Linked DNA regions of Mus musculus: region 1 is linked to region 2. The links are chromatin contacts, called in public HiChIP or PLAC-seq maps. All regions are on one chromosome and are shown on one strand. Each heading gives the region's core, a stretch centred on a gene start, on an enhancer-like site or on the middle of the called end of the contact. The rest is flanking DNA. Distances are from core to core; before and after follow the strand shown. Region 1 overlaps Srgap2 (SLIT-ROBO Rho GTPase activating protein 2). Region 2 overlaps Rassf5 (Ras association (RalGDS/AF-6) domain family member 5).

Region 1 (7,198 bases), core at 277-2,776, 270 kb before region 2:
GAATTTATTTGAAGAACTTATACATTTTAAAAATTGAAATCTGGCATCATTCATTTATTCATTGTGTGTGGGTCTATATGTGTGCGCATACATACATACCATGTGGGTATGCATATACATGTGGAGGCCAGAGTCATGTCAGACATTGTTCCTCAGGTACCATTTACCTTAACTTTTTGAGACAGGATCCCTCACTTTCTAGGGCTACACGATTAGGCTAGGTTGCAAAGCTGGGTAGGCTGTGGCTAGCAAACCTCATGCCTCTGCCTTGATAGTCTAGTGCTGAGATTACAAGTGTCAGACACACTTCCTTACAGAGGTTTTGGGGATCATGCTTGCATGGTAAATGCTTTACTGACTGAACAATCTCTCCTGACTCCCCTGCCTTTTGGGGGGCGGGCAAGGTTTTGTGTGGTCTAGGCTGGCCTCAAACTCACTATATAGCTGAGTTTAACCCCCAGCCTTTGAGTGCTGGGAGTACAGATGTGTACTACCACACTTGAACATTTTTTTTTCTTGTTATTGTGAGACAGAATCTCACTAAACAACAACCCAAGTTGGCTTCTTAAACTGTTCAGCTCAACTTGATCTCAAACTTGTAATCCTCTTGCTCATGTTGCCCAAGGGCTGAAATTACATTATATCCAGCTTAGACTACTATTTTAGCAGATTTTACTTTGGAATGTTTTTAGTTATTTTTACTGTCAAGGGTCTTCTCTCTCATTTTGGGTTAGATAGAAAGGCTAAGAAGTCAGGTTCTAGCAGTGAGGGGACAGTGTACTTTTAAAAATTGAAATAAAAGTGTTGTTTTGTGTCTGTATGTGACTTGGTGACTGCCTGTCAGTAGTTCTATGTATATAGCCTTTGCCATAATAATTATTATATAGCTCCTATAATATCAGGTTATCTAGAATTTTGTTCTTTTCCTCTGTATTGTGTAAATCAGGGAAGGAAAACAACTTGCATATAAGAAAAGTAATTAAAAAAATTAACCCACAGAAATACAAGATATGACGTCAGCCTGGGATGACTAAAAATGAGTGATGTTGATAAGCACTTGAGGAATTCTGAGATGGGAGAGGTGTTGGCCATAGTGAATAAGATCTTCGTTTGTGGAGTGGGACTTGGTTAAGCTGAGAGTAGGAGGGAAGAACAGAGGCTGTGTGTCTTCCCTTAGTGGCATTCCCATAGCCCTCTGTGTGCTCACCACTCCTGCCTCACTTCCTACACTCTGATACAATGATGGTTTTATGTACTCTCACCCCCTCTCATTTCTCTCTTTTAGACACACATTCTGTATTAGAAAACTTATGAGTTATATTGGATGGCGAGCAGTGGGTGCCTTTCATTTCAGCATTCCCAGCATCCAGAACCATGTTTGCATATGGTAGGCACCCAGCAAGTGTGCCTGGCTGGATGAGTTGAGTCATCAACAGGAGTAAGATCAGGCTGGGCTCTGTACTTGGGCAGTGGAGAACAATGGAGACAGTCAGAGCTGAGGAGTAGTGTGATGATGATGTTGCATTTCAGGTCTCCTTGGTTGCTCTGGGCAGCCTGGCTGGCCAGGGAAGGGAGGGGAAGGCCTGCTTCTGTCCATACAGGGCATACTAGTTAGTCTGTGTTGGGCCCTGCCCTTGGTGCTACAAGTCTTTTGCTAGCAATGAGTTCTTGGAGCCACTGATGAGCAAAGTGTGATTCCTGATTGATAGTTGATTTGCAGTCCAGTGGGGGTTGCACTGCAGGTCAACTCTGAAGCCTTGTTTGTTTTTTAACCCTTGATACTACGTTTGACCATACTATGTGGGAAGATGGAACAGTGAGCTGTGGGGTGGGGACTAAGGGTGGGAAAACAGTCAAGGATGCCTGAAGTTTCTAGCTTGAGAGAAGCAGAGACCATGGCAGAAAGAGACAGAGGAAGAAATGCTGCAGTTGCTAAGAAAATGAACACTATTTTAGACATCCTGACTTTGAGGTGACACAGTGACAGTGCCACCTTCAGTCCCTTCATTAAAACTGTCATTTTCCTTTCTTCTAAATTGGGGATGTTGCAGAGAAACCTGCAAAAGAGATGACACCTCCTGTACTTGTCAAACACCTGACCTAATTTGCAGCTTCTTTACATTTCAGCCTGAGAAGTGTTCTCTCTTGAAGAGGATTTCATTTTGTGTTTGTGTTTGGGATTAAGTAGCATTTTCTTTCCCAGTGCTTTGTAGAGGAAGAGCACAACTAACCAAAGGAAAGGAAAACTTTGAGTTCTGAGCTGCCCTGCCTTGAGAGTTATTTAAAAGCTTCTTCAGAAAGTCAGCCGGGAGCTTAAGAGAAGTCAAGTCAAGCCCTGTTACCACCTGAGTGCCTATGGTCCAACTACAGATCTGGATAAGGACCAAGTTATTTTAAAGGCACTCCAGGGAGTGTTGGGAGAGGCTGAGTTCAGCAAAACATGCCTGGGTGGTGCTAGTCTTGTTTCTGGGTGTGGAGGCAGGAGTGGCTAATCACCTTAATTTTAATAAATCTGGGATGGTGAGATGATTCTCTGATAGAGGATTTGATTAGAGATTGTAAAGTATGATTTGCTGAAAGAGGGGATCATGCTAAAGATATTAATAGAAAAATACATTTCAGGTATTAATAGTTGAACTTAATGTATTTTGTCATCATCTCCAGAGCTTTTGAATTATTAGTGTTATTTTTTTGTTTGTTTTGTTTTGAATGAAGTGGCTTGTAGTATCTCTTGATCTACTTGTTGTTGGATCCTAGGAGACTATAGGAGTTTACCCCCTTCCTTCTTGTGAGTAACAAAGCTGGCTGGGCTGGGAATGCCAAACCAGAGTTCAGAAACACAATAAAACAAACAGCTAGAGGTTGAAAGGTTTGGGTATCAGAGGGAGTGTCATTAGATGCACTTACGCCCCTCCATAAATCTCAAACATTACCTGGCCTCAGCTTTGCCAGCCACAGGAATTGTAGCCACAGTATCTACAATTAGGGGTTGTTGTGTTGATTCTGTGAGATTATGCTTATATAGGTGTATGAATTTCTATAATTCAGGCTTTGTAAATTACACAGCTCCAACAAACATGAATTATGGCTTTATTTGCTATTACAGAAGAGTGTGGATAGTCTCTTGGTGTTTGTTTTACTGGGGCTTGACCTATATAGCACTGTCTCAAGGATGTTTGTTAATGTGAATCACCTATTGCTTTCTGGGCCATATCTGAAATGACATGCTATGTTTTGGTGAACTCCTTTTGTACCGCCCCAGTTTAAGGTTGCTCTTACACAATTTGGGTGAAATTACTGAATATACATATTCTGTCTTGGAAACAAAACAGTGAATTGGGCAGGGTATACACTGGGAACATGACTTAGCTGGTAAGTATGTGATTAATAATGTACCTTTGGCCTAAGTGTTGGTTTGGGCCTCAGTATATGATGGCCAAATGATAACTAGCCAGTCAACCAAGTCCAGCATGTTGGGGAACCTATTGGCTTCTGTTCATGCTTGAAGAGTGACTATGCCAATGCTATGCTAGTTAATTAACAACATGAGCACATCCCAGTAACACTGTTTGCATTCATCTGTTTATATCTCTTTGTCAATTGCTAGGCTGTGAGCTCCTTGAGAACAGAGACTGTTTTTGCTTATTTTGTTTTTCTAATATTCAGTGCAGTGTTTGGCATATGGTAAATGTTTATTGGGTGAATGAATGAAAGGATAAATAAATGAATATATAATCATCTGGTAACTTCATAGACACCTTCTCAACTGTGAGGGAGAAACCCATGCTTATTCACAGGTAGGTTGTGGCTCCTGGCCTGGCCTAATATGATAGTGGTGAGAACTGACTCAGTGTCTATTCTTTTCTTAGAATACCTGGCCCCTCTATCTCTCTCTTCCCTCTTTGCTTTCCTTTCAAAACTTGAAACTTACTTAATTTTGCTCTAGATGACATACACTTCTTTTGTGTATGTGCACATGTGTTGTGGATGCACATGTATGCATGCATGTAACCTACTTTTTGATACACTTTCTTGTTGGTCTGGGCCTTACTTGCTAGACTAGGCTACCTGGCTTGTAAACATCTAGAATCCACCCATATCTGTCTCCTTAGCAGCAAGGTTACAAGCCCCGGGCCACTATGCCAGACCTTTTTTCTTTGCTTTGGGTTCAGCCTCTGGTCCTTATCCTTGTGCAGCAAGTGCTTTACCAGCTGTACTATCTACCCCGTCTCCCACTTCTTTTTTCCAAGTGCTTTCCCTTTTCCTTACCTCCAGGCAATCTTTTTAAACCCCTGTTGATTCTGTACATTTCTGTTCATGAGTTAAAACCAAATCAAACCCCTGCTCCAGGGTACCTTTGCTGTGGCAGATGAACTTGAAAAGCTCCAGTGAGGGGCCTGCAAAGACGGAGGCCTGACCACAAGTCCTAGAATGTGATGAAAGTGACAAAGCAGGAGTACTATCAACCTTGAAATCACCTAAAAGTGCTCCTGATCATGAAATCTGAGTTGACGCCCTCATCTCCCTTAAATGAAATTCCTTAGACTTCATTTTTAAGAAAACAAAGCAGGGGCTGGAGAGCTAGCTTAGTGGATAAAAGTGCTTACTGTTCTTCCAAGGGACCCAAGTTTGGTTCCCACGTTCTGTTCGGACCCAAGTCTAGCACTCAGACAACTCACAGGTGCCTGTAACTCCAGCTCAGGCGATTCAACACCTCTGGTCTCTGAGAGTACATGCACTCACATGCCCTTGCTCACACACAGACACATATATGTCCAATTTAAAATACAACTAATCTTTAAAAAATAAGCAGATAAAACCTTCTATATTTCTTTTTTTTGGTCTTTAGTAATGCAGAGAAAGTGGGATTTAGAGTTAAGAAGGCCAACATTATAGGCCATTCAGTAGCTTTGCTATACTGAAACTTTTCCAGGTTTTCTGTGCTTCTGTCTCTTTTGAACATATGACTAATATATGATGGAATAGCCACCAATCCATAGTGTCCTTGTTAAGTTTATATATGAAAAATTCTTTGTGGCTAACTAAAGACCATCTACATGCCAGATATTTTTCATATTACATCAGTTTTCTGTGTTGTGTTTGATTTGCATATACTTGATGCGTTTCAGTTGCAGTATGGTCTTAGGAGTTGCCATCTTAAGAACTGAAAGGAAACACATAGCATACTTTTCATGGCAAAGTGTGTTTGAACTCCATCAAATTGACAAATAATGTTGTTATGCAGTGTACCCTATTGGTAAATTAATTGAGGTTGTCTTCAAATTTGGTGCAGATGGAAAGATTTATTTCGTACTTCATTTGTTCCTGTCCCTGGTGTTTCGCAATGTTGGGCACTTAAAGGGTGATTATGGTATTCTGTTGGTAGTTCAAGAGTTGATAGTTTTAAGCATGACCTATAATCATTTGTATTTAGTAATAAATCAAAATACCTTGAGAATATCAAACCCATTGATTTTAGAAATGAGAATGGGAACTCAGATGTCCTTCTTACAGGTCAATTTTGGTGTTGTACTACTTTTTTTCCTCTAAGTTTGATAAATTCAGGCTTGTAAAATCAAATTTGATTGTAAAATACTATATAAAGGAAAGGCACATGTCTTCTGGGTGGCTTCCTAGCAGGGTACATTTTTTTCAGAACCTTTCCCCTCCCCCCTTTTCAAGATGACATTTTCGACTAAGTAAGAAACCATTTCCAAATTCTTTCTTGGGGGAGAAAGCTATCTCAGAAAAATATATGAAGAGGGAAAACCAGGAAGGATAGAATGTTTATAGTCACTTTTACTTCCTGGAGATGCTCCTGGTTTTGAGACAGATTCTCTCAGAGGATCCCAGGCATACCTTGGTACTCACTGTATAGCTTAGGATAAAAGGTAGGCTCCTCCTGCCTGTACTTCCCACTGTTAAGATTCAAATAGGTATTTGTTAGTGTTGACTGTAAAACATTTTTCTACAGGGAGCATTCACATTCCCAGAGTCAAGTAAGTGTTTGTAGAGCAACAGGATACAACCACAGAGGCAGCTTGTCACATATCCTCTCCACAGAGTTTAAAGAAAAATGTGAACTACTTTGTTAGCTAGCAGCCAGTGGGCTTGAGTACTTTAGGATAGATTTTTCATTTTTGTTCCTCTCTGGGCAGCTTCTTTCATTTCTGCAGGGATTATGTAATGTTGGAGTCACCCCATATCGAATGTATTCTTGGCTTGATTTGGTTTCACTGTTCTTAGGTTCCCTTTGTCTTATCTTCCAGGCTTGTCACTCTGAATGCTTAAATCATTAACAATTCATTTAAAGTCTTAGCTCTTTCCATTTTCTACCACCCTACAACCTGGGTGTGGTGGGAACCTGTACAGGCCTGCCTGGCTGGGCCACACCTGAGCTCCTTAGTATTTTGGTTGTCAAAAGGTCTTGGACTAAGCAGATTGATTGGCATGGAGAACAAGCTACTGAAAGAAAGCCCTTGTGAGGAGAGGACCACAGGATAGAGGACCATGGCCCAGAGTCAGTCTCCTGGACCTGAAGATCTGACCCTTAGCACCTAAGCTGTCTTTCCATGGAGCAGCCTTTGTTCTCTCTGCCTCTGTTTTTGTACTTGTGTTTTTCTTCTTTTAGACAATCAAAAGCACTCTTATTTCTGTCATTACATTTATTTGTTGTAGAGACAAGAATGTAAGTCCTTTCCTCCCATGGTGCTAGGATTGAACCTCAGGACCTTTACATACTAGACAGATATCTACACTGAGCTGCAGACCTGCAGGAAGTAAAGTTTTGATAGAATGACACGATGTATCACTTGCTGGGCTGTGCAGTAACAAAGATGTTCTAGTGGTCTCTGTGAAACAATAGGAACATGTAATGAGAAATGCATTCATTGGCTGATTTTTGTCATAGTGTGACTGTGGTGGACAAACCTAGATGTAGGTGTAGGTTAATTATTCACTTCTTGATGCTAAGTAAGAGGTGTGGTAAACACATAGATGTATGCATCTGCTGCTACTAGTGATACAACATGCTGTTTTACAAGAAGTTTATTTTTACATAAATAATATATTCTAACATAAAAGTATAGCTTAGAAGATGACAAGCAAAATAATTGTTGTCATTATCAAGTATTATATATGTGGATAATTATATGTGCTGTACTTTTATATGGATATGATTGGCGATGCAGTGGGTTTG
Region 2 (7,032 bases), core at 578-3,077:
AGGTCCTCGCTGCCGAGTGCCTAGGGAGGGGCTCCTGACTTTGCTTCTTGAGAGCTGCTCAGTGTCTCAGAGTTGCTTGTCTGCTCTCCTCTAATTCCTGTTGCTGTATTAATGGCTGGGTTTAACTGGTTAGATCCTCTGTGAGATTGCAGCCACCCAGGTGGTAGCTCACCTATTCTATTAGGGGCTCTTTGCAAGTCTGCTAGGACCCTGATTTTGGCTACTCCCCCATCCCCACCCTACTGTGGCAGACAAAAGTCTTCATAGAAAGCATCATGGCCTCCGCCCTTTGATGCGCTGCGGCCGTCCAGGGTTTACTCTGGGCACTTGGCAGCTGTTTGCCCAGGGCCCCCAGCACTGCTGGAGAAAGTAGCTTAGGTTTTCCTTACTTTGGAGTCGTATTTTGTTTGGGAAGCTGGGGAAATTAGGCACTGACATTGAGGTTTTGTTGTTAAAGATGACAAACACCCAGTTTTCTCCTCTCCTGGCTCTAATTGAAGTTTGCTTAGGAAAGGCCTTTTGGGGGACAGTGTTAAAACACAGGGAAAGGGCAGCAGTGGGACCCTGACTCTCCAGTCCATACCCCTAGTTTTCCTTTCTTTCCTTCATTTTCTCAAAAGATGAAAGCAGGGGATTAAATGTGAGCTGATCCCCACTCCCCCGTTCATCAGAGCATGGAACGCCATGATTGTGGAATATGGGGGCTTGAATCCCAGGTATAGTCAAAAATGATTAATGTCGCTTGTCTACGGCCTAATTAGACTTGGTAATGAATGTGTGTGTTCGTCTGCTGGAGCTGAGAGTCATTAGGTGGCAGGGAATTGATGAGGTCGGGGACTGGGATCTTTCCCTTTTTCCAATCCCACTCTTGAAGCAGCCAGTGGCAAGCTTGGCAGGTAAGCCCCCGAGTGGCGAGTGTGACAAGGAAATCAGCCTCTGCCAGCAGGGAGGATTCTGACTGGCAGAGCGAATTCCAGCCGGGGAGTGTGCACTGGTGAATGAGGCTTGGGCCAGGCCAGCCGAGGTCTGGGGGTGTACCCAGGACATTTCGAGTGCCAGCAATGCCTCTGCTCTGAAGAAACCCATCTCCATGCTTGCTGCCACACTCATCCTCAAAATTGCCAGCCTCACAAGGCTGGAATGTGGGAGGCTTCTGCCAAGCACTCACCTGCCTGGGGCTTTCTTGGCCAGCTTGCGAGCAGGAACCTTTCAGATAGAGTTAATGCTGCCAGACCTGCCAGACTTTGAGGCATCTAGGCCTCCAACACATCTCCCCACTGTGGGCCCAGTGCTCAGCCCCTTTATCATAGGTAGCTGCCAGACATGGCAAGGTGGCGTGTGTCACATCCCTGCCTTCCCAGGGATCTTGCTGGCTCTCACTGCTCAGTTACCCATAGAGGGTGGCTGCTTGCCGCTCTTGCCCTGCCTGGGGTGTTATTAAGACTGGTGATAAATCAGTAAACATCCCTAACTCTTCCTGTTCGCATTCCAGAGATGGTGAGCTTCTTTGGAGGGTGAGTAGTTGTGGGTGCGCAGGGCACGTAAACGCCCTGGCCCTGCCCATTATGTCCCTTGCCCTGGCTTTAGTCAGTGCCCGGCGCCTCTTCCCAGTTGATGGATCCTGGTTTGTCCTCCTGCCGCAGGCCACCTCTGCCCTCCCAGATGGATGGTCTTAACTCTCGGTCTCTGCTGTCTGGAGCCACCCAGTCCTCCTCTCTCACAGGGCTCAGTTCCAGCTCTCCCCTACTGGGTCAGGAAGTGCTGGCGGCAGCTGACTCTGCAAAGGCCAGCCCTGACTGGGGAGATGGCTTTGTATTTAGTCATATTCGGTTTTTTTCCAGGCATTCTGGCACGCTCCTCTCCCCCATGTTCTGAGTAGGAGCTCTCGGGGTTGAGAGGGAAGCAGAGCCAGACTTGGGACTTTGGGGAAAGAAGGAAGAGGCTAAGGAGATGATGTCAGGTTCCTTGCTGGCTGTCCTCCCTGGGGACACTGGGTCAGTGAAATAAAGAATGTGCTGGGAATAGTCTCGTGCGCCCTGCCGCAGGGTCAAGGGTATCCTATCTCAGACCCGTGACAGTAATATGTGGGTCTCCCCTGAAACACACACACATATAAACACACATACACACACACATACACACTATGCTGAGGAGACATGGGCAGAGCCTGGTGGACCTCATGACCTCTCCACTGTGTGTTCATTAGCAGAAGCGGCCAACATGTCTGTGCTGGGCCTGTTCTAGCCTGCTTGTGGTTCCTGGCATAGAGGAAGTTCATAAGATGCATCCACTGGGAAATCTGAAGTTGTGTCTCTTTGTACTGTAGTTGGGGAAGAAGGAAGTGCACCGAGGTGCCTCTTAGAGCCATGGCTTTCGGCTGAGGGTCTGGGTGGCCATGGGGGTCTAAGTATCACATGTTTTCTTTAGGGTGTTCCTTCCTAGAGCCATTGCCTTGACTGCTGTTGAGGACATCAGGAGGAAAACCACAAGGTGGTATTGCACAGAGGGCTTGTCAGGGGTGGTGTCCAAGATTTAGGCTGCTCATTTGCATGTGTCACTGGGCAGGTGGTGGCTAAGTATGACCTGTGACCACAAGAGGCTAGGTCATATTTACTTTTTGGCAGATGAGTAAATATCTGAGCAACCTTCTGCCACCCTCAACTCCCTGCTTCTTGAATAGACACATTTCCAGGTCTAGAGCAGCCATTGGCTGGAGAAAAATGACAGCTTGGACCTGGAACGATAATTCAGTATGTAAAGTACTTGCTCTGCAAGCATGGTGATCAGGGCTTGACCCCTAGCACCACATAAAAAGCTAGGCATAGAGGTATACATTTGGTTTGTGTGTGTGTGTGTGTGTGTGTGTGTGTGCAGCACACACCTATAAACCACGAGCCCTGTGAAAGAACAGGAGAGCTTAGATTCCCCTCAGGGCTGTCTGCTGCATGCTGGCCCTGGGAAAATGTCATCGCTGAGTTGGCTGAGCCATGATGGAAGCTGTTCTGCTTGTGAACCTGTGAACATGGAAGGAAATACTCACCTGTCTTTGAGAGAGTGGCCATGAAGTGCAGGGACCAAGAGGACTGGAATCACATCCAACTGTGTCTCAGACGTTCTCATGGCCAGCCTGTGTCGGGCCCTGTGAGGAGGGCAGGACTGACTTAACCGTGGCTGTCTTACAGAGGGGACATCACTGTCAGGGAAGTGGAGTGGCTTCTATTGGACCACCAGAATCTAACACAGTATTGTGTCTTCTGAACCCACATCATTGGCCACATAGTTGGCTATGTTTTCTTATTCATGTCCTTCTCTCTATCAATGAATGTGGAATTGTTCAAAACACTGTTACTAGAAATAGCTAGAAGCATAAAAAACCCCATGTCTTAGTCAGGGTTTCTATTCCTGCATAAACATCATGACCAAGAAGCAAGTTGGGGAGGAAAGGGTTTATTCGGCTTATATTTCCACATTACTGTTCATCACCAAAGGAAGTCAGGACTGGAACTCAAGCAGGTCAGGAAGCAGGAGCTGATGCAGAGGCCATGGAGGGATGTTCCTTACTGGCTTGCTTCCTTTGGCTTGCACAGCCTGCTCTCTTATAGAACCCAGGACTACCAACCCAGAGATGGCACCACCCAAAATGGGCTGGGCCCTCTACCCTTGATCAGTAATTGAGAAAATGCCTTACAGCTGGATCTCATGGAGGCATTTCCTCAATGGAGGCTCCTTTCTCTGTGATAACTCCAGCTTGTGTCAAGTTGACACAAACCCAGCCAGGACACCCCAGCAACAACTGAAACCAAAGACAAAGAGGAAGGTGAACCGTGTGCACGCTGCAGCTTCTGTCAGTGCCTGGTACTTGAGAGCTGGGTGTACACAGCCTGTCTTCCCATTTAGTCTCTAAGTCTTTATCATGTGCAAATCATGTGGTTTTTAAATCTAGAGTAGAAGAAATTAGTGTCTTTCCACTCCCAGCACACCTGTGGTGATAGGCATATGCATAGCGTGGCTGTGGAGACACATAGGCATGTGATGTGCATGGGGTAGGTATGTATACACATAGGCATGTGATGTGCATGGGGTAGGTATGTATACACATAGGCATGTGATGTGCATGGAGTAGATATGTGTACACATAGGCATGTGGTATGCATGGGATAGGTATATATACACATAAGCATGTGATGTGCATGGGGTAGGTATGTACACACATAGGCATGTGCTTGGCGTGTGTGTGGGCACACATAGGCATATACATAGGGTGAGTATTTATATACATAGGGCATGTGCATGGGGTGGGTATGGACACACAGGCATGTGCATGGCATGGGTATGGACACACAAGTACATCTTTTGTGTGCTGAAGCTGTCAGAGTTCATGACAGACCAGCCAATAACTAAAGTGAAATTAGGCAAACAGGATCCTGGGGAAGACAGCTGAGGAAGAGAAGGTCTGGATAAGGCTGGAACGTTCACCAGGGCTGCTCTGCAGACCTCTGGCTTGAACCCCAGACAGTGGGTCTGCTGCTGACTTTCCCCCATTCACTTGGATGCGTTTTCCATCCGAGTTCAGAAGAGGCTGGAGGTTTGGTGGTTTCTGTTGTAATAATCATGTCCATTCTGTAACAGTGGAAAGTATTAGAAACTCAGAGAGCCTCCGTGCCGCCTTGTTTAACCACAGATTCCTGCTGTAACCTGAGCTCTCAGAGCACTCTCTCTAAACGTCTGCTGGTGATGTGTGTTCCTAAAGCAATCTGTTTTTATATAAGTAGGTGTTTCAGAGGAGGCTACTACCCAAAACTGTAAGATGGTGAATCCTGTTGCTTCCAGTTCGGTTGAGCCTTAGCTAGATCATTCTTTTGGCTTGGAAAGAGATCCTCAGCCCAAGCTTGGACATTAGAGGCAGCAAGAGGTCATTGTAGACACTCCCCTGCTATAGATGGTAGACCTCCCAGACCAGCTGTAGAACATCTGTCTCATTTCCAAAGGATCAGGGAAGGAGATTCTAGAGTAGCGCACCAGTAGGGCCTGAATTTCATCCCAAACACTGAAAACAGCAAAAGAGAATCCCAAACCAAACCAAAACTCTGCTGAGAACCAAGAAGTGAAGCCCATCCTAGAACCAAATGCAGGGACATTCCCTTTTCTGTATATTAGAACTCTCCCAGCGTCTGATGCTCTTCTTTCCAGGGGGCAGTGGTCAGGTGTGGGCCTCATCTGTGCTGGCATGGGCCAGAATTCCCAGACCCTGTGGGCAGAGGGCCTCAGCCACCTCTTGCTTCATGGTCCTAAGTGTTATATTAAGACCTGGACTCACAACCTCTTTCTGGTACAGAGACTGATTGACAAGCTGACAGGCCACAAAAACAGACTAGAGACAGCCCAGCCTTTCCAAGGAGTATATGGGAGAAAGAATCAGCATCCAGGTCTGAGGAGAGATAGCCGTGCAGTGGTAAAGTGTCCACGTCTTAGTATACACCATCCAAATACTGGCAAAACTTGCTAATGACCCCCAAGATTGTTTTTAAAACACAGTTTTCCAAATATCGTGGAAGAGCCCCTCTCTCTGAAGCTGTATAGAATGACTTTCCCCCAAACATAGCAAATTTATGTTGCCCCTTCCATACACCACATTCCTATGTACAATAGCACTTGATAGGACCCCAGGGCAGCTACACAAGTTGTCGCCTTGATCTCTGCTGGATTTAAGGATGTGTGACTGAGCGAGCAGATATCCCATGTTGTTGAGAAAAACATATTGTCCTCGAAATACATAAAATTGTTGAATTTTATGCATTCTTTCTCAAACCGTACAAAATAACAATAGACAGAATGCAGCAGGCTTCAGAAGGGGAGGGAACAGCTGTCTAGAGCATAATAGACCAAAACACAACCTGAGCTTAACCCATGAGAGACATAAAAAACAAGGTTTGTTTTTAAATTAACAAACCCAAAATCTGCGAAGAAATTCTTGGCGTTATTAAAGACTGATTTCAGTGCCCCTGAATGTTAGTCAGATATTCTACCACTGAGCCAGAGGGTCTTGCTTAATTACCCAGGCTGGCCTTGAACTTAAATCCTCCTGCCCCAGTCTCCTGAGTAGCTGGAATTACAGGCATGTGATGCTGTGTTTCTATATTAAAGAAGGATTTGAAACTATGTGCTGCAAATCTCTGCTGAGTATGGAGGATCTCTGTAGGTCACGTGATCTGGACAGAACCTCCTAGCTGGATTTCTGTGAGGAAGGGAGGGGATGGACAGCTTCATTGGGGTTCAGAGTCAAGGCTTTCTTCTTCGAGAAGGTCGGAGGATATGTCCTTTGGCTCAGGGCGTTCTGTTTGACTTTGGAGGAGATGGGGGCACAAACAGGTGGAGCCAGTGCTTGGTAGTTGCTTGGGACTCTGGGACTCCCATAGAGGGTATCTGGAGTCCAGTGCCTGCTACCTGGCCAAGCACAAGAAGATCAGGATGACTCTACCCGTGCTCAACCTTCTGACGTTCATGTCCTCTGACTAAAGGACAAGTCCTCATCTCTCCCTGGCTCTGGTCAGTGAGGCTGGGCAGCCTGAGGGTGGATCTTTCCCATAAGGTTCCTGCCACCCTGGTGCCAGCTCTCTGACTCGGTCTGGGCAGCAGGCTCTTCAGAAACTCTCTCACGGTGCTGGTTACTTTTGGATCAGAGCGGGGGATATCCTGCGAGCCGCCTTTTAGGCCAAGGAGATATTTCCGTCCTTCAGTGGGAGACCATTGTCTACTCCTTAGCTCCCCCAAGTGCTGTACCCCTCAGGGTCACATTTTCCTCCTGGTCTCTCGCCTCTTCCCAGGTATCTGGTCTAAGATAAATGCCCTGACCTCCTCAAAGCCACACAGTCCCCCTCCCCCTCTGCTGAGTGAATTGAATTCAGCAATATGAATTCACTTTGGCTTGTCCCTCAGGAGCCTGATATTCGGCTGGTAAAGCATTACCAGCCCACGACCCCCAAAGCAATCCATTAAATGAGCTCCTAGGCTGGGCACGTGGTATGAGGTAAC

What was found. HiChIP or PLAC-seq counts read pairs in DNA pulled down with a chosen protein or histone mark.
Region 1: a FOXA1 HiChIP or PLAC-seq map of pancreatic cancer cells shows a contact between it and region 2. The contact joins two enhancer-like sites. A contact is called at or near these places in 1 of 39 promoter capture datasets (the C10 cell line), 1 of 115 datasets of contacts at active chromatin or transcription factors (pancreatic cancer cells) and 2 of 9 other capture datasets (adipose tissue and liver).

What each region holds. Positions count from the first base shown.
Region 1 is chr1:131,500,764-131,507,961 of GRCm38.p6, reverse strand. All of the region lies in intron 2 of Srgap2 (SLIT-ROBO Rho GTPase activating protein 2), which reads left to right. Among named protein-coding and RNA genes, the nearest start is that of Srgap2, 23 kb to the left of the region's middle. Within about 2 kb of position 1,526, at least 35 of the 459 cell types and tissues checked have an H3K27ac peak or open chromatin away from gene starts, as enhancers often do. A contact at or near this core is called in pancreatic cancer cells, where this site is marked.
Region 2 is chr1:131,233,901-131,240,932 of GRCm38.p6, reverse strand. The region is part of intron 1 of Rassf5 (Ras association (RalGDS/AF-6) domain family member 5); the gene reads left to right. Among named protein-coding and RNA genes, the nearest start is that of Gm28913, 7.7 kb to the left of the region's middle. Within about 2 kb of position 1,827, at least 110 of the 459 cell types and tissues checked have an H3K27ac peak or open chromatin away from gene starts, as enhancers often do. A contact at or near this core is called in pancreatic cancer cells, where this site is marked.